6 separate regions of the Sus scrofa genome follow, and all the other regions are linked to region 1. A link is a contact called in public Hi-C and HiChIP or PLAC-seq data. All regions are on one chromosome and are shown on one strand. Each heading gives the region's core, a stretch centred on a gene start, on an enhancer-like site or on the middle of the called end of the contact. The rest is flanking DNA. Distances are from core to core; before and after follow the strand shown. Region 1 holds the start of TLCD2 (TLC domain-containing protein 2). Region 2 holds the start of CRK (CRK proto-oncogene, adaptor protein). Region 3 holds the start of MYO1C (unconventional myosin-Ic). Region 4 holds the start of PITPNA (phosphatidylinositol transfer protein alpha isoform). Region 5 overlaps RTN4RL1 (reticulon-4 receptor-like 1). Region 6 holds the start of INPP5K (inositol polyphosphate-5-phosphatase K).

The links. A called contact is a pair of places that touch in the nucleus more often than the background predicts. HiChIP or PLAC-seq counts read pairs in DNA pulled down with a chosen protein or histone mark.
Region 2: an H3K27ac HiChIP or PLAC-seq map of alveolar macrophages shows a contact between it and region 1. The contact joins the promoter of CRK here to the promoter of TLCD2 in region 1. A contact is called at or near these places in 2 of 2 datasets of contacts at active chromatin or transcription factors (alveolar macrophages and skeletal muscle).
Region 3: a contact with region 1 is called in an H3K27ac HiChIP or PLAC-seq map of alveolar macrophages. The contact joins the promoter of MYO1C here to the promoter of TLCD2 in region 1. A contact is called at or near these places in 2 of 2 datasets of contacts at active chromatin or transcription factors (alveolar macrophages and skeletal muscle).
Region 4: a contact with region 1 is called in an H3K27ac HiChIP or PLAC-seq map of alveolar macrophages. The contact joins the promoter of PITPNA here to the promoter of TLCD2 in region 1. A contact is called at or near these places in 1 of 5 promoter capture datasets (liver), 4 of 47 Hi-C or Micro-C datasets (embryonic fibroblasts, liver and subcutaneous adipose tissue) and 2 of 2 datasets of contacts at active chromatin or transcription factors (alveolar macrophages and skeletal muscle).
Region 5: a Hi-C map of liver shows a contact between it and region 1, with 2.8 times the contacts expected there. The contact joins the enhancer-like site here to the promoter of TLCD2 in region 1. A contact is called at or near these places in 3 of 5 promoter capture datasets (fetal liver, fetal skeletal muscle and liver), 7 of 47 Hi-C or Micro-C datasets (embryonic fibroblasts, heart right ventricle, liver and 3 more) and 2 of 2 datasets of contacts at active chromatin or transcription factors (alveolar macrophages and skeletal muscle).
Region 6: a contact with region 1 is called in a Hi-C map of skeletal muscle, with 3 times the contacts expected there. The contact joins the promoter of INPP5K here to the promoter of TLCD2 in region 1. A contact is called at or near these places in 1 of 5 promoter capture datasets (fetal liver), 2 of 47 Hi-C or Micro-C datasets (liver and skeletal muscle) and 2 of 2 datasets of contacts at active chromatin or transcription factors (alveolar macrophages and skeletal muscle).

The regions. Positions count from the first base shown.
Region 1 is chr12:47,916,765-47,921,418 of Sscrofa11.1, forward strand. TLCD2 (TLC domain-containing protein 2) reads right to left here and starts at 1,493. Exons shown (of 5, transcript XM_021067585.1): 1 at 1-1,493.
Region 2 is chr12:47,683,142-47,687,614 of Sscrofa11.1, forward strand. CRK (CRK proto-oncogene, adaptor protein) reads right to left here and starts at 2,451. Exons shown (of 3, transcript NM_001137636.2): 1 at 2,098-2,451. The coding sequence starts at 2,338. LOC110255905 reads right to left here. Exons shown (of 3, transcript XM_021066311.1): 3 at 2,571-2,767. The coding sequence ends at 2,571.
Region 3 is chr12:47,713,550-47,717,999 of Sscrofa11.1, forward strand. MYO1C (unconventional myosin-Ic) reads right to left here and starts at 2,121. Exons shown (of 32, transcript XM_021067559.1): 1 at 1,839-2,121. The coding sequence starts at 1,913. It also overlaps a transcript of INPP5K not described here.
Region 4 is chr12:47,783,994-47,788,766 of Sscrofa11.1, forward strand. PITPNA (phosphatidylinositol transfer protein alpha isoform) reads right to left here and starts at 1,394. Exons shown (of 13, transcript XR_001304419.2): 1 at 1,112-1,394.
Region 5 is chr12:48,127,538-48,131,910 of Sscrofa11.1, forward strand. The region is part of intron 1 of RTN4RL1 (reticulon-4 receptor-like 1); the gene reads right to left. Among named protein-coding and RNA genes, the nearest start is that of RTN4RL1, 17 kb to the right of the region's middle. Within about 2 kb of position 2,939, at least 2 of the 83 cell types and tissues checked have an H3K27ac peak or open chromatin away from gene starts, as enhancers often do. A contact at or near this core is called in liver, where this site is marked.
Region 6 is chr12:47,736,576-47,740,783 of Sscrofa11.1, forward strand. It overlaps INPP5K (inositol polyphosphate-5-phosphatase K), which reads right to left and starts at 1,771. Exons shown (of 12, transcript NM_001190292.1): 1 at 1,711-1,771. The coding sequence starts at 1,757. PITPNA (phosphatidylinositol transfer protein alpha isoform) reads right to left here. Exons shown (of 13, transcript XR_001304419.2): 13 at 3,056-4,208.

The sequences.
Region 1 (4,654 bases), core at 243-2,742:
GGACAGGGATACAAGACTTTTCTGTAAGCTCCCAATGGAGGATGACAACAAGGGCTCTGCCACGGGACCGCTATGGTTCCTAGGAGCTCCAGAATTCTGAACCTGTGTTCAGAACATTGTGCCTTTAAGGAAACTTCCTGCCTTCCACCCCAGTAACAGCTGATTGTTGGAAAGTCTGACCTCCGGGGACGAATCAGCTGTTACCACATCCTCCTCCAGTTCTGCCCTCCTCTATCCCCTTATCCCCACCCCCTCATGGGGTGAGGGAAGAAAAGAGATGGAACCCCAAATATGGAGGACCTGCTTGTACGTTCTTCCCTCTTCCCTCTCCAAGACTGTCTTCCTCCTCCGCCCTCTCCTTCCTCCCTCCCCCAAGCTGCTGGTTAGTTCTTCAGAGGCTCTGAGCTTGGAAGGAGAGGTATTTCCTGTCAGCAAAGTCAGCTCAGACCCGTCCTCCCCAGTCTCATAGGGAGGCCACTACTGGGGAGGCCCAGAATGGTGGCTGGCGGGGTATGTAGGTGCTCCAGGAAGAGGTACTGGGGAAGGTTCAGTGAAGCTGAGGACCAAGCCTAGAGATGAATGGTTATGGAAACAAGCCTCCTCAGGGTCAAGCTGTCTCCTCCTCCCTGCTCCATTTCCTCTCCAGACAGGGTTTTGCTACGGGATCCTCCTGGCTTTACCTGTTACTCCACTTCTAACTCCTTAGACACGGCCTGGCCCTGCTCCATTTTTAACACTTTCACCCCTTCATTGCAAAGGTGTTAATGTGTAGCTGCCCAAGGGCTGCAGGTGGCACGCAATGGCCCCAGGGATCAGGGGCTTTGGCTGGGAAGTCCTGCCCGAAGACCCAGGTCAATATTTTGCCCCAGCCTGGAGCTGGGAGTCAGGGTCACTCCAGGACAAGCTTAGTGTGAAGTCCCAGGACTGAATTGGCAAGGTTGGGAGAAGCTGAGCAGGGTCTTGGCCAAGCCTGGAAGAAAGAAATCTCACCAGCTGGCCCTGTTCTCCACTATCCTTAGCATAGAAGCCCCATTCCCTTTTCACCCCTTGGAGGAGGCCCTTTCCCATCTCGTTCTAACTTTTCATGCCCCCACCCTCCCTCCCTATAGGGCAAAAGCACAGGCTTCAAGTCCAGGATTTCTCAGTCACAGCACTATTGACATTGGGACTGGATAGTTTCTTGCGGAAGCTGTCCTGTACATAGCAGCTTTTTTGCCAGCATCCCCAGCCAAATTAGATGCTATCAGCACACACACACACACACACCTTACTTATGACAATCAAAACTGTCTGCAGACATTACCAAATGTCCCCTGGAGGCCAAAAGCGCCCCCAGTTGAGAATCATTGAGTTAGACAAACTTGTATTCAAATGCAAGCTCTTACCAGATGTGAGGTTTTTGATTTTTTTTTTTAGGGCCACATCTGTGACATATGAAAGTTCCTAGGCTAGGCGTCAAATCTGAGCTGCAGCTGGGGCCACAGCCACAGCAACCCCAGATTTGGGCCCCATCTGCAACCTACACTGCAGCTTGCAGCAGTGCTGGATCCTTAACCCACCGAGCGAGGCCTGGGATCGAATCCACATCCTCATGGATACTAGTTGGGTTCTTAACCTGCTAAGTCACAATGGGAACTCCCTTACTAGCTCTGAGTTTGATGAAGATGCTTAACATCTTTAAGCCTCATTTTTTTCATTTACAAAATAGAATGTAGGAGTTCCCGTTGTGGCACAGCAAAAACAAATCTGACTAGGAACCAAGAGGTTGTGAGTTCAATCCCTGGCCTTGATCAATGGGTGAAGGATTAGGCATTGCCATGACCTGTGGTGTAGGTCGCAGACGCGGCTCGGATCTGGCATTGCTGTGGCTCTGGTGTAGGCTGGCAGCTGTAGCTCTGACTAGACCACTAGCCCGGGAACCTCCATGTGCCATGGGTGCGGCCCTAAAAAGACAAAAAAAAATTTTTTTTAAAAGACCCCCCAAAAATATAGAATGTATAATAAGTGCATGGCTTATTGTAGGGATTTAAAAAGGAATATGTTTGGAGTTCCCTGGTGGCCTAGTAGTTAAGGATTCAGCATTATCCCTGCTGTGGCTCAGGTCACTGCTTTGGTCAGGTTTGATTCCAGGCTGGGGAACTTCTGCATGCCATGGGCATTGCCATAAATAAATAAATAGAAGTATGTTTGCTTTTTTTTTTTTTTTTTAGGGCCGAACTTGCTGCTTATGGAAGTACTTAACCCGCTGATCAAGGCCAGGGATTGAACCCACAACCTCATGGTTACTAGTCATATTCTTTTCCACTGGGCCACAAGGGGAACTCCAAAAGAAGTATGTTTGAAAACACTTACTACAATACCTGGCCCACAGTTGGTGCACTAATGTTTAGCCACATCTGCGACCTACACCACAGCTTATGGCAACACCAGATCCTTAACCCACTGAGCGAGACCCGGGATCAACCCCCTGTCTGGATACTAGGAGGATTCGTTTCCTCTGCAGCAGGAGGGAATTCCAGCCTCCTTCACTTTTCTTCCAGATCAGCAGCAAGAGCTAACATTCAACACAGGCTGACTGCTGGGGCTCTGCAGCCTCGCTCCCTGACCATCCAAGCCATGAACTCCAAGAAACTCAATACTGAGATTGGCAAAGGGGAGTGGCTAATTTGGTACCAGATTCCCCAAAACCTAAGGGTAGTGGGTTGGGATTCAGGAAGCATTTGAGAATAGAGCTGCACAGAGCATTCTATTGCAAGATGCAGCTTGGAAATTACCTGCTTAATTCTGTTGCTTGTTAAAAATTCAGATTCCAGGGTCTCAATCAGAAGTACATCATACATTTGGAAAACCATGGTTTTAGGGCTCAGATTGAGGAAGGTGTCAGTGCCTCAGAAATCTTAGTACACCAGTGCCCAGTATTGCCAGGACATCCCTATTTAAGAGAAGGAAAGAACTGTCTTGAGAGGTAAGGTTAATTACACTCAAGGTCATTGTTGCATTGCAAGCCAGAACCACTAGAGGGCAGGGCACACACAAACTTGAAGAAAAAGTAATGCCTGCTTGGTCTAGCTAGGTAAACTGAGACCAGAGCAAAGACTACAAGGACCCAATTTTATTGGTACTAAGAGGCAGGCCGTACCACCTGTCCAAATTATCCATCCTCTGGTCTCTGGTTCTCAGACCAATGTCGGGAATACAAGATTGTCAAGGGACACCTCATTTCCCAGGTGAAAAAATAGTAGTGCATGGCCAAGGAGTATGAAGAACATTGCTTATAGAGTGAGATGGGCCTGAGTTTGAATCATGGCTCTACGACTTCTTAGCTATGTGACCTTGGGCAAGTTACCTAAGGTAGTCAGCTTCTTCATCCTAAAATGGATATAAAACTATCTTCAGGAGTTCCCGTCGTGCTGCAGCAGAAATGAATCCGACTAGGAACCATGCAGTTGCAGGTTTGATCCCTGGCCTCGCTCAGTGGGTTGAGGATCTGGTGTTGCTGTGGCTGTGGTATAGGCCAGCAGTTGTAGCTCTGATCAGACCCCTAGCCTGGGAACCTCTATATGCCATGGATGAGGTCCTAAAAAACAAACAACCCAAAAAACTCTTCTTAAAAAGGGCTGAGGGGAGTTCCCTGGTGGCTCAGTAGGTTAAGGATCCAGCATTGTCAGCTCTGTGGTTTGGGTCAGTGCTGTGGTTTGGGTCACTGCTATAGCGCAGATTTGATCCCTGGTCCAGGATCTTCTGCATGCCTTGGGTGTGGCTTAAAAAAAAAAGTGTTGCAGGAGTTCCCATCGAGGTGCAGTGGTTAATGAATTCGACTAGGAACCATGAGGTTGCGGGTTCGGTCCCTGGCCCTGCTCAGTGGGTTAAGGATCTGGCGTTGCCGTGAGCTGTGGTGTAGGTCGCAGATGCAGCTCGGATCGCGCGTTGCTGTGGCTCTGGCATAGGCCGGTGGCTACAGCTCCGATTCGACTCCTAGCCTGGGAACCTCCATATGACGCAGGAGCAGCCCTAGAAACGGCAAAAAGACAGAAAAAAAAAAAAAAGTGTTGCAGTAAGAATTAAACAAATCAAAGTATGCAAAGTGCTTGGTGAGATGCCTGATTCCTAATCAGTTCTCATAAATGGTGGTTTTAAGTTATTACTGCCCAAGATCATGTGACCAAGCAGGGGCTCTGGTTGCCCTTTCAAGAAAGAAAATACGATGGCATCGGATCATGGCTGAGCCATTCCTGTTTCCTCTCCAATTAGGACTTTAGTTTTTCTTAAGTACCTTTATGGAACTCCCACATCTCCACACCAGACTCCCTGTGTGAGGTAAACTCTCCTTCCAGGAGTGGGACTCAAAAAAACAGAGAGTGGGTTCTGGGAAGACAATGGCCTATCCTGCAAATGAATCATAACTGAGACCCTGAAAGAACTCCTGTAGCTTTGGTGCCAGCTCTCTGGTTTCTGCTCTCTGTCCTGTGCTGCACCCTCCTCCCAGCCACCGTGGCATCTGCAAGGCCCTGACCACAGCAGGCAGGCTCTGTGGCACAGCAGAGGCAGATCTTCAACAGGAAGTCTTGGGGGAACATTTCCTCCCAAGAACTCCAGGCCTTTGAGCCTGGGCTACTTCTCTCCCCCAGACTGCCCTGAAGCACACACACAAAAG
Region 2 (4,473 bases), core at 1,201-3,700, 230 kb before region 1:
CCACAGCTCATGGCAAAGCCAGACCCTTAACCCACTGAGCAAGGCCAGATATCAAACTTGCATCCTCATGGATACCAGTAGGGTTTGTAATCCACTTAGCCACAACTGGAACTCCCTAAAATGTAAATATTTTAATAAATGGAAATCACAGTAATTTCCTCACTAGACTGTCATAGACAGTAAACGAGACAAGGCACTAAAGTACTCAGCAAAGTACCTGGCACAGAATGACCAGTCGATAAATGTTAGCTATTAATATTGTATATGCTTAAGTTCAAGAAATTCTTCTGTGTGGTTTCCAAAGAAAAAGAGCTCAATGGGGGCTGGGCAGAACAAAGATTAAGTAATCTTTAAAAAGACGCAACTGAATCAATTGCCCTATGTGGAAAATGGGTACATGGCGGAAAGAACAATTACAATAGCCATGAACTTTCCACACCCCATCCACAAACTCTGGCAATCTTCACCTTCTCTCTTGGGCCAAGGATCTGACCTCCTATCTGTTATGAAAAGGTGGAGCTCAGTATTAAGGTAAGATCTGAGATTAAAGTTCTAACACCAAGATGTGGGGAAAGCTCAAACAAAACTGCCTGCCATTTCCAAATTTTGTAACCAACAAAACACATACACAAACAAAAGGTCAAGAATTGAGTTCCAATGATCATTTGCTGTGTCACTGCCCAGCAACGCAAAACCCCAGACACTAGGAAGGTGGTAAAAACTCGAATACATCCGGTTTAGGGTAAATACATGTTACATACCTATTCCCATCTCAGGTTATAATGTTATAAAACCAATCAGACTGAGAAAGACCTAGGATAATTTGTGGGCTTAAAGATTCCACACTCTTTTTAAAATTGGTATGTGTTAACAAGAGAAACTATTTCATCTTCCCATTTCGGGTCAGAGGGGATAAATCTAAATTAGGATTATTCTAAAAGGGCAAGTCTGCAAAGGGCTAGTTCAGGAGACTTTCAATTCATGTGAGACTAGCCTGAATCTAGTTTCAACTGGTCAGGAGGAAACTGCTTCAGCTTGGTGAGCGTGAAAAGGCACTAAGACCCTAGGTGCTGTTACACAGGTAACAACAGCCTCAGAATTACTCTGTACCTCACAAACTTCAAGTACCAAGTGCATAAATCCTCTTCACACTCCCCAAACAGCCCATGTTATGTATAAGACAGACATATCTAGGAAAATTCAGGCAACAACCCCCAACCTACTGAGCAAGGAGAGACCCTGCAGTATAAGACTGACAATGCTGAAGTCCAAGGAAAAATGAAGTTCCATTCACTTTCAGGGAAGGGATTGTTTCCATTGGCGTATATCTGGTTTATTTCCTGAAAAAAAAAAAAATTCTTTCCTCCACTATTCGCTTTGAAAACTACAACCCCTTAATTGTCAAAGACAGTCGCTGGACACCAGGATCTCCTCGGCACAGTCAGCCGGGCATCAGCTTATTCTGGGCTGGTGACAGGGGACCTTTCTTCTATAACCAAGGCACTTAGCTCACCACCTTCGTCCTCCGCGGGGGAAGAGGACGGTAAAAGTATTTTGGAAAAATGCCCAAGAAAGGAAAAAGCTGACCGGTTTCCTGAGGGTGTCTCCATCCCTCCCGGCCGGTATGCGGTGACTTCCTACCAAAGGCCACCAGGGGAGTATAGCCAAACCCGGCTCTCCAACACTGCAGGAAATGTTTCAAGCCTAAAAAGCCACTTGTAGGATTATCGGATTCATTCCGGGCACCGCTGCCAAGTGATGCCCCCGCAGTGCCAACATCCCCCTCAGCTCTTTGTCCCCACGTTGCCTGGCCCTGCACGGGCGCTAGCCCCACCCTGGGGCCGAAACAGTTCCCCTTCCCCTGGGCTGTCCTCCCAAGTCACACCCAGAGGCCTGGGTCAGCGGCTCCTCCTCCCCCACACACTCCCGCTCGTCCGTGGGAGCGAGCCGGACAGCGGGCTGCCCTCCGGCCACGGTCACTCCAGCCCGCTGCCCAAGTCCCTCGTGGGGGTCAGCTCTCGAGGAGCAGCCGGCTAGGCTGGGGAGTTCGGCGGCCCTAACCCCCGCCCGGGGCCTCCCGTCCCTTCCGTCCCTCACCGGGCGGAGGCTGGGCGGGCGACGGTGGCACTGGCGGGCGCGGGCCGCTGCTGTTGATGATGTAGTGGGAGACGCGCGAGTTCTCGGAGACGCTGAGCACATAGTCCCCGGGGCTGGTGCTCGAGTCCCGCACCAGGAACACCCCGTGCCGCTGGCCCTGCAACAGCGCCACCGCCTCCTGCCGGCTCAGCCGCCCCCAGTACCAGCTACTCCGCTCCTCCGAGTCGAAGTTGCCCGCCATGGCCGACTCCGCGCCTACACGCTGGGCCGCCGCCGCCGCGCGCGCCCCTCCAGTCCCGGCGCCCGCCGCCCAGCGGACCGGCTCGGGTCTCCGCTTCACAGCAGCGCCTGAAATGGCGGCGGCGGCCGCGGGCCTTCCCCACCGGAAATGACGTACTCCCTGCCTCCGGGAGGATGCCGGGAAGGGGACTGCCGCCCGCCATTGGGAGAAGGGCAAGGGGCGGCTCGCGCGCTCACTGCGCATGCGGACTCTTGGGCGTCGCCGCCTGGTGGGGACAGGGACTGCAGAGAGTGGAGAGGCGGCGTCTAGGGCCGAGGGGCGGGGCCTCAACTAGCAGTCCGCAGAAGTTTGTCTGTGCGCTGTTGGCCACGCGGTTCTGGCTAGTCCAGGCTTCAATTTCCTGGAAGGCCCGGTGCTTCTGGGCAGCAACTAGGAGACAGAATTGGAGTAGAAAAGGTGATGTGGCCTCAGGGCCTGAGTTCCCTGAGACGAATATTTTCTGAATATTTTCAGATCTGTTAAGCTCTTGTTTTCACTGATTCATTCAGCAAACAGTTGACACCACGTTTGCCTTTCGGTCGCAGAGGTCATCTAGGCTGGGCCCTTCCCTCGGGGAATTCTCAGACCCCGTGGGAGGAACCAGGAAACAGGCCATGACGAAGGGATGCCAAGCCATTTGATGGGGGTAAGGACAAGGGGCTCTAGGAACATAGAGCAGGGCCCCCTAATCCATGCTTTAGAGGAACCCAAGAGTACTTCCCAGTGGCTTGAGCTGAATATTGAATGGCAGTTGGGGAAAAGCATTCAAGACAAAGGGACCAGAGTGTGCCAAGTCAAGGAGACATATGGAGTCCTCTCTGTTGAGGCTTTCAAGTCATCTGCCCAGATTCTCTAAGTCTGGCCTTGGATATCCTCTACTCTCCCTGCCGTCACGATCACTGCTATCTCTATATTCCATATCTATATCTGTATTCCTATGACAGCCTGTCTCTGGTATTCTATAGTCTTGCTGCCCCTAATTGCATAGCACACATCTGCCAAGTTGTATTTTTCTCAATTATAGCTCTGAGTGTGCTGCTACCCTGTGTAAAACTTTTAACAGTCTCCAGGTGTTAGAACTCCCAGGTTATCTCTCTTATGGTTCTACCTGTTGTATTACCCATTGTATTGTAATCTTTCGATTTACAAGTCCGTGTTCCATGCTAGATCTCCTCAAAGGCTAGGCATCAAGTGTAGGAGGCACTCCATAATTGCCTCATAAGAATAACTAACACTTATTTAGGGAATTTTACCTGCCAGGCATAGTGCTAACTGCCCTTAGGTAGGTCTCTCATTTAATCTTCTCAACCTTCTGGATTGGTATTTTACAACTATTCCCATTTTACAGATGAAGCTCAGAAGTTTGGTAACTTGTCCTGGGACACATGGCTGCTGAGTTGGGAACTGAGATTCAAATCCTGGAATGAGGCGATCCCATCGTGGCGCAGCGGAAAGGAATCTGACTAGGAACCATGAGGTTGCGGGTTCGCTCCTGGCCCCGCTCAGTGGGTTTAGGATCCTGGCATTGCCGTGAGCTGTGGTGTAGGTCGGAAGACATGGCTCGGATCTGGCGTTGCCATGGCTGTGGCGTAGACCGGCAGCTATAGCTCCGATTCAACTTCTAGCCTGGGAACCTCCACATGCCACAAATGTGGCCCTAAAAAGCAAAAAAAAAAAAAAAAAAAAAGGAAAAAAGAAAAAGAAAAAACAAATCCTAGAAAGAAAAGAGCTCTCTGGTCACACTTCTATATCCTCAGACTTCTGGGATAGCAATGGCAGGAGATGAGGGGTGGGGGAAATATGGCAGAAATAGACTTCCCCCCCTTTTCTAAATATTCATTTAGAAAGTCATTTTAAAAAAATCAGTCAGCCCTGGGTTTTATGGCCTTACATGAATAACGCACCTCTTCCGGACCCACTTCACACACCCCTGGGCCTGCTCTGGGAAGGGGTGGGGAGCCAAGGGCACCTTCCTTGCTGCGGGTGACTCATCGTGACCCTGGCTTAGTCACAGCCTGTCACCACAAGCTAGTAGGAGAAGCCAGCCCAGGGTCCTTTGGGAAAGAGAAGTGGCTCTTCTTCATTTCCCCACAGTG
Region 3 (4,450 bases), core at 871-3,370, 200 kb before region 1:
CGCGTCCCGTTCCCGCGTGGCCACATGGGTAGCCCTCTCCAGTCCCTTGTCTCCCCATGCCTCCCTCACCACCAGGCACAGCCAGGAGGAGCTACGCCTACCCCTGCCACCAGCCGTGGGGCTCTAAGCTTCTCGCCTTTGCACCTGCAGCATCCTTGGACGACCCAACCCCCTCCCCACCTGACTGACTCTTGGTGGTCCTTGAAGACTCAGTTCGGGTATCACTTCCTCCAGAGCCCCTTCCTGACTCCCCGAAAACACACAGCCCTCTCCTCATCGCAATCCGCTCTGTTTGGATGTTTCCTTGTCAGTCTCTCACCCAGGCCGGCACCCAGTGGGGGCTCAACGCCCCTCGTGGACGCCCGCCTGAATGAATGAACCCACAGAGCCCGGGAGGGTGAGCAGGAAGCCGGAGCGTGCCTGGCATTGAATAGGCCATGGGCCAGCCATTCATTCTCTCATTCATCTCAGAGCCCCCCATCCGCCACACTCACACGCGGGGGCTCCTGCCTCGGCGGGGCCCGTGGGCGGGGAACGGGAAGGGGCGGGGCCGGGGCGGCTTCTCCGGAACCCGGAGGCAAAGCTGGCAGTCGGAGGGCCCCAAAGGGCGCGCAGGGTACCCCCGCCCCCAGGACGCTCCTCCTCGCCCTCACGTTACCCGCAACGAATCCACGTTTCCATCAGCCCAATCCTGGAGCCGCCAGGTTCTGGGGCCCTGCCCCGGCCAGGCCGAGCCGACCCTCGGCCCTCGCAGTCTCCGCGCCGGCGACCCCGCCTCCCGAACGGTAGCTCCGGGCCTAGGTCGCCGCCCGGCCGCTCTCCCTCTCCCCCATCCTGCCCGCCAGCGGAGCCCACCCCCCGCCGCCCCGGCTACGGCCCGCCCCGCGCCCCGCGTACCCACCGGCTCGGCTTCTCGGGTGCGCGGGCGGGGGCCAGGCTGGGCGGCGTGGCCGGCTCCGGAGTCCGCGGCCCCGGCACGCTCTCCCCGCCCAGGGCCCGCCCGGGGCCGGGCCGCTGCCTGTCGTCATCCCGGGCAGGGCTCAGGCCCCGCGCGCGCACCCTCCGGCCCCGCCCCGTTCGCCCGCCTGCCCGCCCGGCCAGGTCTGCGTTCGTGTCCGCGGAGGCTTGGTGCAGCGCACTCCGCAGCCAGCTCTCCCGGGACGAGGCGAGTCACAGTCATTCACACTCACAGGTACACACACACACACACACACACACACACACACACACACACACACACACGCACCCTCCTCCGACCGAAGACCCGGCCCACTCGCTGCAGTCCTGGGCGAGTGGGTGTCTTATGGGGTTCTCGCTTCTCATCGTAGGGCGCCTTTGCATCCCCAGAGCAAACCCGACCCTGCCCTGCATGCCAGGCCAAGTCAGTTCTTTCCCATTTGTGACTACCATGCCCCCTTCACCTGCCTTCCCGCCCACGCTACCGCGCTGAGCCGGTGGGCGTCATTTCTTCAGGCCAGACGGGAAAGCGGCGGCTTTAACTGAGCCTGTACTGTGCACCTGGAGGTTCATGTGCACTGGTCCTTAGATCTCAGAGCGGCTCTGTCACCAGTTCATAGCCCAGCCCGCTGAGGATCAGGGAGCTGGAGGAGAAGGGATTCAAACCCAGATCCCGGCTTTGAAACCCTGCTCCTTATAGGCTTAAACCCTCAACCTTCCTTCCATTTACCCCTTCTTGCCCGGTTTGTCTCTGTTCCACCAGGGATCAGAACGCTTCCCCACTGCTCACTGCCTTCTCAAGGGGTTTGCTTGAGAAGGGTCTGCTGGGCCCTGGGCAGATACAGCCACCCTTCCTCCCAGCCCAGAGCTTCCCAGCTTACTAGCTTGCAGGGCCTGTGGGGATGAACCACACGGATGATCTCCCCCGTGGGTATCAGCTCCACTTGCAGTGCCATTCCGCCTGTGGATAGCCAGCGTGCTGAGCACTGGGGCCTCTGAGCAAAAGCCCGCTTGCCTGCCTGCTGGCTCTGCCTGTTGCCGGAACCAGGAATCTGATCTTAAGCTGGGATGGCCACTTGGTTCAGCTTCAACTTCAGCCCCAGGGGATGTGTCTGGTCCAGCGCCTCAGGACACAGCTGGAGCAGCCCAGGTCTGATTGGGAAGCCTCTTGGCCCAGCGGGGTTGGGGCAGGAAGAGGAGGGGCTGAGGGATGGAGGAAATGCCTGTTGTCCCAGGTAACCAGAGGAGCTGATGTAGCCACCCACGAGGGACCCTGAGCTCCAGGTCAAAGGGTAGGAAGTTTTTCCCCCCAGCAGCTTCACGGCCGGGTGTTCTCACTGGTGTCCGCTGGAGAGCTGTGACCACTCCCCAAATGTGCATCCTGCCCCAAGCCAAGAGGATGCATCAGTAGGCACTGCCCCGCCTGCCTGTCCCCCGAGCTTGCCTGCCTCCTGCAGCAGCAGGTGAGCCCCTGGAGTTTGAGAGGCCAGGGCTGCTTCTGGCAGCTGGCCATGTTGGCAGAGGGGTTTAGCTGGGAGGCAGGAGGGCACGGGGAGGAGGTCCCTGTCCCATCCTCCTCTGGAGCCTCAAACGTTTAAGAGATGGGTCGCCGGGTGGCGTGGCAGTGGGTAGCTGGGTCCTATTTGCCCCTTACTTTTCCTCGCCACCCTCAGATGCTCCCCACCCCCAGACGTTCCTGTTTTTCTATCTTCATTGTTGCTAAATCACAGCTGACACTTTCCTGGCCTGGGACTGAGCCCTTGGATCTCAGGCCATTCCTTATAGGAAGTGCGGAGAGGGAAGTGGATGGGGAAAGCGACCTTTCCAGAGTCAGACGCTGGCATGGGAGGGGCAGGGTCCGGTGGGGCAACGCTGGCCTTGACAGCCCCTGGGGTAGGCACCTTCCCCCAGGCACCCTTCCTTCCCTGCCCTCGGCTTCCCCCGCCCAGGAAAGGCCAGCAAAGCTTCCTTCCTTCCTCCGGGAAGCACATCTATCCAGGGCAGGATCATCCCTGGCGGCCACACAATGGCCCTTATCAGCCGTGGAGCCAGGCGCAGAGACCCAGCGCACACCAAGTCTCACACATTTCCTGTTTCCACCCAGCGGTCAGGGCTGGGCCCAGAGCCGCCATATCCTGACTGGGGCCAAGAGGAGGGGGAGCACCCTCCCCCCCTTTCCCGCCTCTCGATCCCTGCTGGACTCGGCCCTCCGGGCAGGGGTAGGGCGTGTGGAGCCCTAAGAGCGACAGAGAGAGGTGGGCACAATGGAGAACAAGCATGGGCCACAAACGGGAGGAGAAGCGGGGACCCCTGGAGTCAGGAGCCCTGAGACCCAGCCCCAGGGCTCCGTTAATCAGAAGGAAGAGCTGGCTCGAGCGTTTGGTTTTGGCAATTGTTCTCTCACAGTAACCTTGTGAATGGGAACATTATTTGGATTTTATAGACAACTGAGACCCCTGGGGCACCGGAGAGATGGAAATCCGATTAGAACCCAGGTCTCGACCCCATTCCCGAGTGTCTGGTCCTGCATGACACCACAGCTGCCTGGCTAACTTTGGAGGAATCATGCCACTTCTGTTTTTTTGCTATTTTAGGGCTGCACTCGTGGCACAGGGAGGTTCCCAGGCTAGGGGTCGAATTGGAGCTGTAGCTGCCAGCCTACACCACAGCCACAGCAACGTGGGATCCAAGCCACGTCTGCGACCTACACCACAGCTTCCAGCAATGCTGGATCCTTAACCCACTGAGTGAGGCCAGGAATCAAACCCACATCCTCATGGATCCCAGTCGGGTTCTTTAACCACCAAGCCACCTGATGCCACTTCTTCAAGCTTTGGTTTCCCTGTCCGGTTCCCAGATGAAGGGTGCTCTGTGGCAGCACCCACAACGCCTGTGCCTGTGAGAAGTGGGCAAGTTCGAGGGCTCAGGGTTCCTTGGGTGTGCGTGTGTGCCGGGGGCAGGGACAGAAGTTACCATGGGGACACCGGGGCAGAGGGATCTGGGGAGAGGAGGGGCAGAGAGAAGAGATGGTGAGGTGTTTGGAGACCTTAACCCTGGGCCAGGGCTTCAGACTAAGGAGGGAGGGAGTGCCAGCTGGGGAGCGAGGAACCGCGAGAGCAGAGTGAGCACCTTGCTGAGAGCTCAGTCCCAGGAAACCCATCCTACCTACTCAACAGCAGAGTAAACCAAGTACCCAACAGCGTAGGTGACACGCCCCACCTGGGCCAGGGACCCAGAGGGCCACCATCCCAGAACCTCAGCCCATTCCCACCTGGGCAACATGTGTCACTCTCAGACACAGTCTAGCCTGGACGACAGGTCCCTCGTCCTGGGGTCCAGCCAGGGCCCATTACCGTGTGCCCGCTCCCAGCACCATCATGACGGAGTCACGTGCATTTGTAAAAGCCATGTTTCTAATTATCCACCAACGCAACAGCCACAGAACACAGATTGGCCATGGCCTGCTAGAAGCCAGAGGGACAGTTCTTTTTTT
Region 4 (4,773 bases), core at 144-2,643, 130 kb before region 1:
GCGCTGGATTTCAGGAGCGAGCTCATCTCCCTGAAACTCTGACCAGAAGTCACTCGCTAACCCCCCCGCCTCTGCATCACTCCTCAGAAACTCCTTCACTCTCACTGTCTTTCCTCAGTCAATGGCTTTATGAAAATAATTCCTCAAAACAGTTTCCCCATCTCTTTGCACCAAGACTGAGAATCCCCCAGGGCCATGTTGGCCCTGTCCCCTATCCCTGGCCATTATGTCCGGGACTCCTCACCCAAGCGTCTCCAAGTTCCAAGCAAACATCCTAAGCTCCCCTCCCCGCCTGCGCCGCCAACTCCAAATACTTCCGCCTCTGTGCCCACCACCTGGGCATCATGTCAGGCAACCAGTCCCCTCTGCTAACTCCTTAGACTCTTCCCCTGTCACTCAGCCCCAGTCGTCTTCCTGTGTCTACTGATCACCACCCTCCTAATGCCCAAGGCAGCCACTCCTCATACCCCAGGTTACCCTCAACACTCTTTCCCCATCATCTCAACTCCATTCTGGAAGCTGTCTTTTCTGATCTCCCAGTGCCCCTTGGTATTGTTCAGCCCCAAACCCTTTCCCACCACTGGCCGGCACCCTGGCCCTGCCTGCCCTTGTCCGCCTTTCCTCATAGGCTCAGACAACTCCTCCCTCTCTCTGGGTACACTCTGCCACTCCTGCAGCTCTGGCTGCCTCTTGCCTCTCTCAGCCTTCACTCTAGGACCACCCCACATCTTACCCCGTGCTCCCGCTCCCCTCAGCAGCCCCCCATGTCCTGTCCGGCTCTCCCTGTCCCCTTGACCTCATCTCAGGCCTGTCCGGCCCTCATTGTCCCCGCGGCCTCTCCTCAAGCCTATTTGGCCTTCACGGCCCCTTGGACCCCACCTCAGGTGCTGTCTGTCCTTCTCTATCCCCGTCGGGCCCACCTCGGGCCCTGTCCGGCCCTCGCTGTCCCCCTCGCCCCTTGCTGTGCCGCCCAACAAGCCTATCCAGGGCTTTCCATTCCGTCGGGCCCCGTCCGGCCGCTGCATCCCTTCTGCTAGACTATCAGCCTCCCTGGTCGTCATCCTCGGCTCTCCCTCCCTCCTCGCTCCCGCACCGCCGGCTGGACACTCACTACTCCTTGAGCAGCACCATGTCGCTTCGCGGCTCGGCAGCTGCCCGCTGCCCGCCCAGCCTCCTGCCCGCTTCCCGGCGGCCGCTCTCCCCGTGGCCCGGCTCGGCTGCCTGTGCGCCTTCGTTGTGGTCTGCTCTGTCGCCGCCGCTCTCGCTGCGGTAGCCGCTCCGGCTCCTGCCGCCCTGGCCTCGCCACCTCCCGCGCCACTGCCGACGCCGCCCGGAGCTCCGGTTCCGCAGCGCCGCGCGGGGCGGGGCGTCTCTGCGGCAACCAGAGCGTCACACGCAGCGCTGCGCGCTGACCTCAGGGCGGAGGCGGAGCCTTCCCGGCCCGCCCCCTCCCGTCCTTAAATGGGCCTGGGCCTGAGCATCCGCGTCCGGGGTGGACCCCAGGCATGCGCAAGACCCTGGCGGTAGGCGGAGCCGAGGGGAGAGGGCCCGCAGGGTCCTAGAGGTGACTGCAGCAGGATGGGATGCCCCTGTAGGGATGGGCCTCCAGGGTGGTGTGGTTTGAAATCTAGGAAAAGGCTGTGTCAAAAAATATTAATAATTGGGAGGGATAAATTAGGAGTTTGGGATTAACATATACACACTACTGTGTACAAAACAGATAACTAATAAAGACTTACTGAATAGCGCTGTACTCAGTATTTTGCAATAACCTATAAGAGAAAGGAATCTGAAAAAGAGCGTATATATGTATATATATTTCACTTTGCTGTACACCTGAAACTAACACAACACTGTAAATTTGCAGCATAGGTCGCAGATGAAGCTCAGATCTGGCGTTGCTGTGGCGTAGGCCTCAGCTGTAGCTCTGATTTGACCCCAGCTGGAGAACTTTCATGTGCCACAGATGAGGCCATAAAAAGAGGGAAAAAAAATTTTTTTGAAAATAAAGAAAAACTATATTAGAATTCTCTTGTGGCTCAGGGGGGTTAAAGATCTGGCGCTGTCACTGCAGCGGTTTGGCATGTTGCTTGGCCACTGCTGTGGCATGGGTTCGATCCCTGGCCCAGGGAACTTCTGCATACTGTGGTTGAGGCCAAAAATCAAATTTGGGGGTTGAGGCACAGTAGGAGATGGGAGCGGGTTGGACCCAAAGTATGCGGTTCCTGGCCAGTGAAAAGGTGTTTGGAGTCCATCCTAAGGGCAGGGTTGGGCATTTATGGCTTTTAAGCAAGTTTGCTGTCAGGCTCACTCTGACAGCTGGATGAAAAGGGGACCTAGGGAATCAGAGCAGAGGCAGGGAGACCAGTAGGGAGGCCTCTGCCTAAGTCCAGGTAGAGGTGGGCTCTGATAGTGGTGGGAAAGGGGGGAAAAGAAGAGATGGGAGTTCCCACTGTGGCTCAGTGGTAATGAACCCGACTAGTATCCATGAGGATGCGGGTTCCATCCCAGGCCTCGCCCAGTGGGTTAAGGATCCAGTGTTGCTGTGAGCGGTGTTGTAGTTCACAGAGTCTTGGATCCCAAGTGGCTGTGGCTGTGGCATTGGCTGGCAGCTGCAGCTCTGTCGACCCCTAGCCTGGGAACTTCCATATGCCGCAGGTTTGGCTCTGGGGGAAAAAAAGGAAGGAGAGATGGATTCAGGAGCAACTCAGGAGGTAAAATCAACTAGACCTGTTGACGAATTAGCTGAGAGAGTGAGAGTGAGAAAAGAGAGGCAAACCCACCCAGGTCTCTGGCCTGGGAGCTGGGGGGGACAGCACTGACTTCAAGAGAACACAGGGCAGACAGACCTAGGCCAGGAAAGAAAATAACTCTGAGACGGAGCAGGACCCTGTGGGGCCTTTCTTGCTTGTGGGGAATAGGCTTCAGCCTCCTTGACCTTCCCTGAGTTCCAAAGAGTGGGTTCAAACAACTGAATTTGAATTCCCTCATCTGGGAAGGGAGGGGTTACAGAGACAAGGGAGGAGCAGCAAGAAACCATAGTGCAGTCTTGGGGCAGTGTTCTGGTTCCTCCTCAAGGAATATACATAAAAACACCTTTGAGTTCTGCTGCTGGAACAGGGCCCCCACACAGGTGGAAGGTGGTAACTACAGGCAGAAGACAAGATTCCTGGAGCCCCGCCCCATTACCTCACCCAACCAATCAGAAGGAAGTCATACACTCTGCAGCCCTTACCCCCAATTTTGCCTATAAAATCCTCTCCCAGGAGTTCTCAACGAGATGGGCTCGGATGCAATGTTGCTGTGGCTGTGGTATAGGCTGGCAGCTACAGCTCTGATTTAACTGCTAGCCTGGGAACCTCCATATGCCACGAGTGTGGCCCTAAAAAGAAAGAAAGAAAGAAAAAAACTTCTCCCCCAAACCATTAGGAAGTTTGGGGTTTTGAGCTCAAGCCGTGCGTTCTCCTTGCTTGGCCCTGCAATAAACTTTTCTCTGGTCCAAGCTCAGACAAGCAGTGCTGGACTCCAGGGGCACCCCGGTGATGATGAGTGGGCTGCCTCAGATAGGACTTGGGATGGGAGGGTGGAGCAGGGGCCCTAATGCCATCAAGCTATGACCAGTGTCCCAGGACAGTCCTGAGTATTGCACCTGTTCGCCATCAAATCCTAGAGCAGGGACATGGGTTGACCCAGAAACCCAAGCCCCAGGCCCCTTGAGGGAAGGCCAAGAGAGGAGATATTATGACTGAAAATTCCAGATGAAGTGAGTGGCCTGGACCCTGGTGCCCTGACCCCCCAGTGTAGGTGTAGGGTTTTTTCCTTCTCTGTTGTATCAGTACATCTTATTTCACAACCACCCATGTGCTGGCTCCCTCCAGAAGTAACCAAACCCTGCTGTCTGGAACTTGCAGTCTAGTTGGAAAAATCTAATCATTCACTCCATAAATATTGATGGAACCCCTGGCCCTGTCCTGGGCCTTTTTCTAGGCACTCACAATACAGGGGTGACCAAGAAAAACAAGGTCCTTCCCTTGTTCAGTGGGGCCAGGAAGAATATAAACAAATGCAGAAATAACTTCGAGCGGAGATGCATGGTGTGAAGAGGCTGAACCAGGTGACTGGGCAGGGCTGGGGTTTCGGTGGGATGGTCAGGGGAGACTCGTGGAAGGGCCAAGTTTAGGCAGAAACCGAAATGAGGGAGCTTGGAGAACCGTTCAGGGCCCTGGGGGAAATCGAGAGGAAAACAACCATGAAAAGAAATACCTGAGCCTTGTTTCTTAAGCTAAACAGCCTCGTCTGGAGGAGCTCCCAGAGAGGAGGCCTTGCACTTGCAGGAAACTCTACCTAGACACCGAGGTAAATTGCCACGAAGGTGACACACATGTGTGACACGAAGGACAGGGATGAGCGGGTCCAAGGAGCCGTGCAGCACAAGGAGGGGTTTGAGCCAGAGTTGGCTATGGAAGGGGAATGGCATCTTTGGAGAGAAAGGAACATGTGCCAAGAGGCAGAGGCAGAATTTCACGTGGGTGGAATTTGGGGGCCAGAGTAGGGCCCCCAGTCAGAGCATGAAGCCTTCACGTGCTGGGCACACACTCCGGCACGATGGCGTGTGGGGACTTGTGTGCCCAATTAGAGAATGGTACCTCTGTCCCTGTGGGCCCTAAGGACTCCCATCCTCACTCCTCACCACCCAGAGTCAACTGTGAGATTTTGCCGCTTTTGTGTCATCTCTTTCCCAAAGATTTTATTTTTTAAATTTTATTTATTTAT
Region 5 (4,373 bases), core at 1,689-4,188, 210 kb after region 1:
GTTCAGGGCAGAGCCAGTGCCCCCCAAACAAAGTGGGCCCCTCCCCTGAAGGTGACCCATTCTTGCTGGTCCTGAGACTCCTCCCTCTAGGCGGGGCTGGCCTGTGTCAGTCTGTCCGCTAACGTGGACTCAGCCCTCGACACAGAGAAGCAAACCTTCAAAGGGCAGTCAGGCCTGGCCCACAAGGATGACACAGGAGGTTACGACGACTGCTACTAATACCGAAGCTGCATGGGTTGAGCTCCTATTCGGCGTCGCAGTAAAGCGCCAAGAACGTCATCAGCACCATCTCATTTAAGCCTCACAACCCTACCAAACAGATACTCTATTTTTTTTTTTTTCTTCTCTTTGTTGGCTACCCTGCAGCATATGGAGCTCCCAGGCCAGGGATTGGATCTGAGCTGTAGTTGCGACCAACCCTGCAGGTGCAGCCATGCCAGATCCTGTGCCAGGCCGGGGATTGAACCTGTACCCTGGCACTGCAGAGATGCTGCCAATCCTGTTGTGCCACGGCGGGAACTCCAAGATGGGTACTCTTATTGGCCCCATTTTACAGATGGAGTAAGTCAAGTTCAGAGAAGTAAGGTCATGCCCAAGACTTGAACCTGGGTCTGGCCAGATCCCCACTTGGGAGGTAAAGGGCTCGGCCGCTGACTCCTGGAATGAGATCTCCCTCCCTACCAGCTTCTCTCCTCTTGGGGGAGAAACGCTCCACCGAGCAAGGACAGCCACTAGCACAGCCAGAAAAGCCACCAGTGAGGGCCCACTGGAGCAGAGGTACAGGGAGGGGTGGGGGATGGGGGTCCTGGACAGATAAGGAGCATATTCCCAAAGGTAAGCCAGCAAGTGTGCTTCAGCCTTTCTGCCCAGTGCTGTGTGATGTTAGCTAAGCCACCATGGCACTCTGGGCTTCGATTTCCTCACCTGAGTTATAAGGTCCCTTCTAGCACCAGAGAGCCTCCAAATCTGTCGAAATCACACAAATCCCCTGGTCCAGATCGAAAGCCAAGGAGGGACATGATCTTCGTTTGTTTGTTTTTAGGGCCGCACCTGCAGCATATGGATGTTCCCAGGCTAGGGGTTGAATCAGAGCTGTAGCTGTCAGTCTACACCGCAGCCACAGCCATGCCAGATCTGAGCCGCGTCTGTGACCTACACCACAGTTCATGGCAATGTCGGATCCTTAACCCACTGAGCAAGGCCAGGGATCAAACTCGCAACCTCATGGTTCCTAGACGGATTCATTTCCACTGCACCACGACGGGACCTCCAGGAGGGGCGTGCTCTTCTTCCTCGTACTCCACCCTCTGGAGATTTTGGTGCCACAAGCCACCCCGGCTCCAAGGAAAACTAATGCCTCTGTATGTCTCCCTGCTCTGGTATGCCCACAGCCCCGTTCACTGGAGACCTAGGCCGTGTCCATGACCCCAACACACACACCCCCACACACACCCACACACCCACCCCTCTCCCTCTCCAAATAGCCACAAGGTTTTGGGTTTGGCTGGCTGTTTGGGGGTAGTGCCAAGCCTGCCTACCTAAGGGGCAACACTGAACTCCCGCGACGGTTTCCATCCACTCAGCTCCTTGTGAAGGCCGTGACCTCTCACCCTTCTCTCCCTCTCCTACCCAGAAGCCCACACATGGGCCAAGGTGTACACACACGTGTGGGCTGCAGCATGGTCTCTAACAGCAAAAAACAGGAAACAGCCTCGGCGCAGAACCCAGAGGGCTGGCCTTTCAGCAGCCATGAAAACAGGCTTAGAATGACCAACGTAGGGAGTTCCCTGGTGGTCTAATGGTTAGGACTCAGTGCTTTCACCACTGCGGCCCAAGTTTGATCCCTGATCTGGAAACTGAGATCCTATACCACAGCCAGGAAATAAATAAAAATTAGAATGACCAACCCAGGAAGGCATTTGAGACCTACTGTAATTTATCAAGGGGGGGGGGCACAAGGAAAGATGCACCAAACGCCCTGGGAGGGATGGGCGTTCCCACTCTTCGGCTGTGGGATTAGAGTGATTTTCTTTTTGCCAATCTGTGGTTTTCCAAAATTATCTGTCCATGTGTATGCATTATTTGAGAAGTTCAAAATTTTCACTCCAAGGAGAAAAGGCTGATGTATATATGAGGCAGCGGGTAAAAAAAAAAAACAAGACCTTTCGCAGGACTCAGGTCTGTGTTTCATGCTTTGGAGAAAAGGCAAGGGCTTATGGGAACTGACCTTTGCCCTTATGCCCAGGCTGTAGCCTGGACCACATTAACAGCCAAGGAGAAGAGTCTGACCCCAATGGGAATGGAGATTCCCAAGACCCACCACCATAGCTGTTATTCGGTCTGTGTTTGGGCTCCCCCTGCCCCTTGACCAAGTGGCTGGTGGACTTGGGGCTGACCCCAAGCTCTGGTCCTCTCCAAAGGAACTTGAAACGATTCCATGGGCTCAGAACGCCTGCCCCACTCAGAGCTCCAGTCCCCCAGGCAGCCAGGTATTGTATCAAGCATACTCCTGCCTCCAGGCCTTGGCCATTGCTGTTCCCTCTGTCTAGAAAACGCTTCCCTGGTAGCTGCAAAGAGCCCTCCTTGACTTCCCTTAGGCCTCTGTTCAAATGTTACCTTATCAGAAAGACTTCCCAGCCTCTCTTTCTAAAATAACAGCTCCGGAGTTCCCACTGTGGGGCAACAAGATCGGCGGTGTCTCTGCAGCGCCAGGACGCAGGTTGGATCCCTGGCCCAGCACAGTGGGTTAAAGGATCCAGCGTTGCTGCAGGCAGCTGCGGCATAGGTCGTAACTGTGACTCGGATCTGATCCCTGGCCCGGGAACTCCATGTGCCTTGGGGCAGCCAAAAAAAATACAAAACAAAACAACAGCTCTCTGGTCACCTTCTGTTCCTTAATGAACTCTGTTAATTTTCTGCTAAGCACCTACCAGCCCTCGACAAAACAGAGCTGGAATACACAATAGCATTGTCTAACCTCCTCTCTGGAACGTAAGCTCTGTAAGAACAGAGGACTAGGGTTTTGTTCATTGCTGCATCCTCGGTGCCAGGCCAGCCAAAGGCAGGCACTCAACTGCTGTTCAGTGTTTGTCAGTGGAGAGAGCCCTCCCCAGGACCTCTAAAAGGCGGCCAGCTCATCTCCTCCGTGGATAGATAATCCCCAGGTGATCGAGATCTAGACATGGTCTGACGTGGGAAAACACAGCTGGCTCAAATGGGGTTTTCCTTCTGGGAAATAAAGCTGAGAACCCCAAGTATGTGGGGCAATTCGAGGTGGGAAGAGAGGGTGAAAGACTGTCTTGAGGAGTAAGCAGCGGAAACGAATCCAACTGGGAACCATAAGGTTGCAGGTTTGATTCCTGGCCTCGCTCAGTGGGTTAAGGATCCAGCGTTGTCATGAGCTGTGGTGTAGGCTGCAGACGAGGCTCGGATCCTGCGTTGCTGTGGCTGTGACTGTGGCCAGGAGCTATAGCTCCGATTTAACCCCTAGCCTGGGAACCTTCATATCCACGGGTGCAGCCCTAAAAAGAAAAAAAAAGAAAAAAAAAAAGAGTAAGCAGCCCTAGGTGGCCATATGGAGCCTTGTGCAAGGTGAAAAGTCATGGGTGCAGAGAGTGGGGCAGGAGAAAGAGCAGCTGGCGGGGATGGAAGGAGAGGCCATGAGAGGGCCACAGAGTGGCTGCCACTTCCTAGAGCTGCCTCTCCTCCCCTGGAGGCTTCTGGAGCCCAGGTCATGCATCTCTTTGCAATAATCCCCCATTTCCAATGGGCCACCTTGAGTCGCTGAGATCACATCTCTTTATCAAAGGCAGAAATACCAGCCCACCAGGGGCAGTGGGCCAATCACAGGAAGGTGATAACCATTGCTACTTGACAGCAGCCCCGGGAGAGAGCGCAGAACAGGCAGAGTTTTCTCATCCCAGGTACCACCTGAGCTCAGCTTCGCCTGGCAATTTTGTCTCCTCAGGTTCAGTCCAGCCTCGTTTAAACATTTCAGATCTCTGAAGCCCAGAATGTCCACGAGAGGTTTTTCATTTGCCACAGAATCAATAGTGCAAATTTTGTTCCATAAAAAAATCTGCCAAGTACAACCGTAAACTTTCCTGAGTGCTGTCTCTTTCCCAACACAAATCCTGCCCTGCTGGCCGTCCCCTGCCGCCCCACTGGCCACTCTTTCTGCACCTGTTAGTGTCCTCTGCTAACGGAGGAACAGAGCTGGGGTGGGGTGAGGCAGCAGCCCGGGGCCCTAGATGAGCTCTCCAGCCCCTCTGAGCCTCAGTGTTCTCATCTGTAACTTGGGGCTAAGACAACTTGCTGTTTCTGCTCTTAACAAGGTGTGTTCAGGGAAAACAATGAGATGCTTTTCTCCATCC
Region 6 (4,208 bases), core at 521-3,020, 180 kb before region 1:
GAATGGGAAACGCATGTTTCTGCATCTGGAGGAGGGCACAGGGCCCCTTCACCTCTATCCCCTGAAGCAGGAAATTCCCACCCTGGATTGGCTCCTCTGTGTAGGCCCATGGCTGCCTGTGCCTGGCAACGCCAGTGCAGAGCTGCCAGCACACTAGGAGAGCTACCAGCGTGGCCCAAAAGTCAGGCGAGGGAAGGGGTGGCGATGGGGTGGAGAGTCCAGAGATTTATTAATTCCACCAGCCCTTCACACCTCAGCAGTCATCTATGGGTCAGTCAACTTCCAGCTCCCCACCCTTCAATCCATGGGTTCCGTCCACCACCAGAGAGATTCTGGAGGTTTCAATTTTCACCTTGTGAGATGGCTTAGGACTACAAGACAGAGGAATTTCAAAAATAACAGAGATAAAGACACCACATTTCCTTCCCACTCCTTCCTGGAGCATAACCAATTCTGCCAAGCATCTCAGAGAGCCTAAGAAGATTCCAAATAACAAGTTTCTCAACATCTCAAGAGTCTAGCCTCTTTTGGGAAACGTCATCAGCTGGATAACATTTTCCATGTTCATACAAACACTTGGGAAGCAACACATCGAATCAGAAGCTCTCAATAACACTGGATCCCATCTGAGGCTCCGGGGAAGGACAGACTCGCAAATCTCTTCATTTGAAGAGTTAAAGCAGCGCTCCCAGGAAGCCTCCAGACTGTGTGGAGTACAGGGCAGGCAGGGGCTACGAACCCTGCAGAGACCAATTAGAGCCACCAAGCCTCAGGTGACTCCTAGGCACATCACAAGGAGGCGAATCTCTAACAGCAGTCGACCCATCGTGGGGGGTGGGAGAGAAGGACAGAATGTCCCTAACATCTCTTCCCCACCAGACGCTGTTCTTCGAGGTCCATGTTCTAAAAAGCACAACTGCAAGAAATTCTTGGCCAGCGTACAGCAACTTCCTGCCCCTCCCTACGAACATCAACAAAACAATACAAAAACCACCTTCCCAGGCCCTCGGCCAGAGATTCTGTGCTTCGATTGTTTACGATCTCCCCCTGCTGTCCAACGGAGGAGGAAGGAAGGCAGCCCTTTCACTGCAAGGCTCCTTGTTCTTCCAGGGGCCTGCTCTAAGTGCATGGAGAGCCAAAGCCGGGATTTTTGGTTCCCACTTTTACGAAGGACGATTAGCAGCAAATCCTTGCATCGTGACCGGCTCTGAGCTGGTGATTAGCGTTGTTCCTCGTTAAAGAGCAAGCATGGGACCAGGCTATTATCACTTCACTAAAGGATGTTATCCAAATCTGATTTCGGATTTCAGGAGGTCACAACGGGATCAGGCAGACCCCATGATGTATGTGCTGATCCAAAGAATAAGATTTCTACTCCAAAGCTAAGGAGTGAATGCTTTGTTATGTTTTTAACTTCAAACAGCTCAACACTGCTGCCTCCTCAAGAAGCCAACTGGAACACCTACTTGGAGCCCCCAAGAGGGAACGAGCTTAGCAGCCTAAGTTTGGAGGGGGCGCGAGGTTCAAGCCCAACATAGCCCTCTCGTACCGACCTGGGAGAATGTGGGAGGCCTCTGAATTAGAAGCAGCCCTGTAGGTCTGGCCCCTTCTCTCCCAGTCTGGTTCTGCCCCAGATCCGCAGCCCCAACTGAGTCGGAGGCAGTGATTCCGCCCGGAGCAGGCGGGCCTGCCTGTAGCCGCCTTCCTCACCTGAGCGTCCTGCTTCTCGGTTCGGTCTGGGGGTTCGTGGCAGCCATCGTTCCCACGCGGTGCCCCGGCTGGTTCGCGTCTCCCAGCCTCAGCGGATCCTGGCTTGATCTGTCCCGATCGGGTAGCAGGTGCCGGTCAGCTCACTCGCTCGATTGTTTTTCTTCCGGATTCCGACCCTCCGCCTCGGCTTCCGTAAGAGGCGGGGCCTAGGCGCACGGAAGGCTCTGGGTGGCGCGGCCCGGGGGAAGAGGCGGGACTCTCCAACGAGCGCGAAACGGTGAAAGGCGGAGGGGAAAGGGGCCAAGGGGACGCGGGAACGCAAGGGGCGTGTCCTCCTGTCATCAGAACCCGACGCAACACTGCCCCGCCCGGCGGGGGCGGGGCGGCGATCCAGACACCGCCCCCGCGGCTCCCAGGGTGCCTCGCGTAAGGCCGGCCGGGAGGAGTCGTCTTCCGGCGGAAGTCGCTGCCACGCCCAAGCGAAGCTCTCCTGCGTGCCCAGGCTCACTGTTACTGAACGTGGTCTGGGGCCTCGGTCCTCATCGCTCCGTCCAGGTTCTCAATGCCCAGAGGGGCGAAGGGGCGCAACCCAGCCGTTGTCGGCCTATATAATCCAGTCCCCCACCCCCCCGCCCCCGTTACAGGTCATCTCTCCTCTTGATCACTGAGCGCCTCCATTCTCCACTCCCATGTTCAAGTGTTTCCAGCTTTTCAGACTCATGCAAACTATTACACATTGGACGTTTAGGGGCTCCTGAACTCCGAAAGTTACCCATCACTGAATGAAAACTAAGTCGCTGCCTCTGTTTTACGACCAAACGTGAATATTTACTGTGCCAAAGATTAACTATGATTTCCTTCAAATCACTGGTTCTTAACATTTGGGAGACGGAGGGGTGGGACAGTGCATGGGATTCCTTTGAAGACCTGGTGAGAGCCTGGTGTGACTGGTGTGACCTGGTGTGACTTTCCCCAGAAACATGCACACTTTTACAGACAAGCTTCATGAGATTCCCAGGCCCAAAAGCCAGGGTAAGGGCTCTCTTAAATAAATGTTTTGCTTGGTAGGATGGGAAAGGGGCGGAATGTGAAGAGGGAAGACAAAAGCGAAAAGGAAATATTGCCAGCAGAAAATGGTCAAGTTACATTCAGATATGGGATATCTGCATAAATAAAATAAGGGGATGTTTTAATTTACGGAAATAGACCTGCACAACTTTTCGGAGATATCCTGTACCTTTTCTAGTCCTTCCTTGGTAAAATGGGGGATGTCAGCCAGAGTTGGAGAATATCTAAATTGTAAAATGGACAGAAGGACATCACCAATAAGCTGGACTCCAGAAAGCTCTGTCTAGGATTTTATTAGACTGCTTTTTTCCCCCAATATATCTGTATTGGAAGATTGAGACAAAAAGGCACAAACTCACATGAAATAAACAAGGTAATCTAATCAGTTCTACAAAGTGTATTTTGTAAAAGAAGTAGCACTAGGAACCAACTAAAATAAGTCAGGGAGTCCCAGCAGGGACTTTAAGAGAATTTGGGAAGGTATACATGTGCCCACAATACTGACCCTGTCTCCAACCGCTCTCCATGAGAAGGCCAGAGTCCAGCACCCCTCCTACAGAGGCACTGCTGCCTCCAACTGGGACTACTGGCCCTGGAACTCTAATGGAAGCTGCTGGTCTGAAGGGGCATGGCACATCCTCAGTTGCCACCAGTGGAGCTGAGCCTTGTGTCATGTGCCTCTCGGAGTGCTAGTCAGTTTGAGGGGTGGAAAGGAGGGAAGGAAGGTACTTAAAAGAAGCCAACACCATTGCCCAGCAGCAACACTGTCCGTAGGGATGGAACAAACCAGGGACATCCCTTCTCAAGTTTATGTGGGCTGGAGCCCCAGATCCAGCGGACCTTTGGAAATTCTGGTTCAGTTCATGCAGATGCTTTTGAACTGGGACAGCAGGTGGAGGAGGAAGGAACCAGAGAAAAGAGCGAGACACCCCAGAGCTGGAGTGATACGCATGGATCTCAGAGAAGAGCTGAAAGGAGACAAGCATCTGCTGCCCCTCAAGCCACATCAACAAGAGTCTGCCTAGAATATCACTGTTTCTCCCAGGATAACCCACGGCTGGACTTCGCTTAGTTGATGAATGAAGAAGGGAAAGCTTTAAGCACAAATATAATTATAGCTAATACAGAGCTTGTAGGAAAACATTTACATTTTTCTCCAGTAGGAATGCCTCTTCGTCGTCCCCAGTCACATAAGTGCTACCAGCAGCTGGGATGCCTAAGACCAACTGAACCTCCCCATAGACCCCGCAAGGTGAGGAGCCTAAAAGGAAGGTGTAACAGGACAGTGGTCCCCAAGGGGCCTCGATGAAGGCAGGAGCTAACTATGCTGAGTCTGTCCACCTTTCCCCCAAGAGGGGCACAGGGAAGCAGCCGTCAGGAAGTCGCAGGTGTCATCCTGTGAGATGCTCCCTTATTGCACTTAGACATGA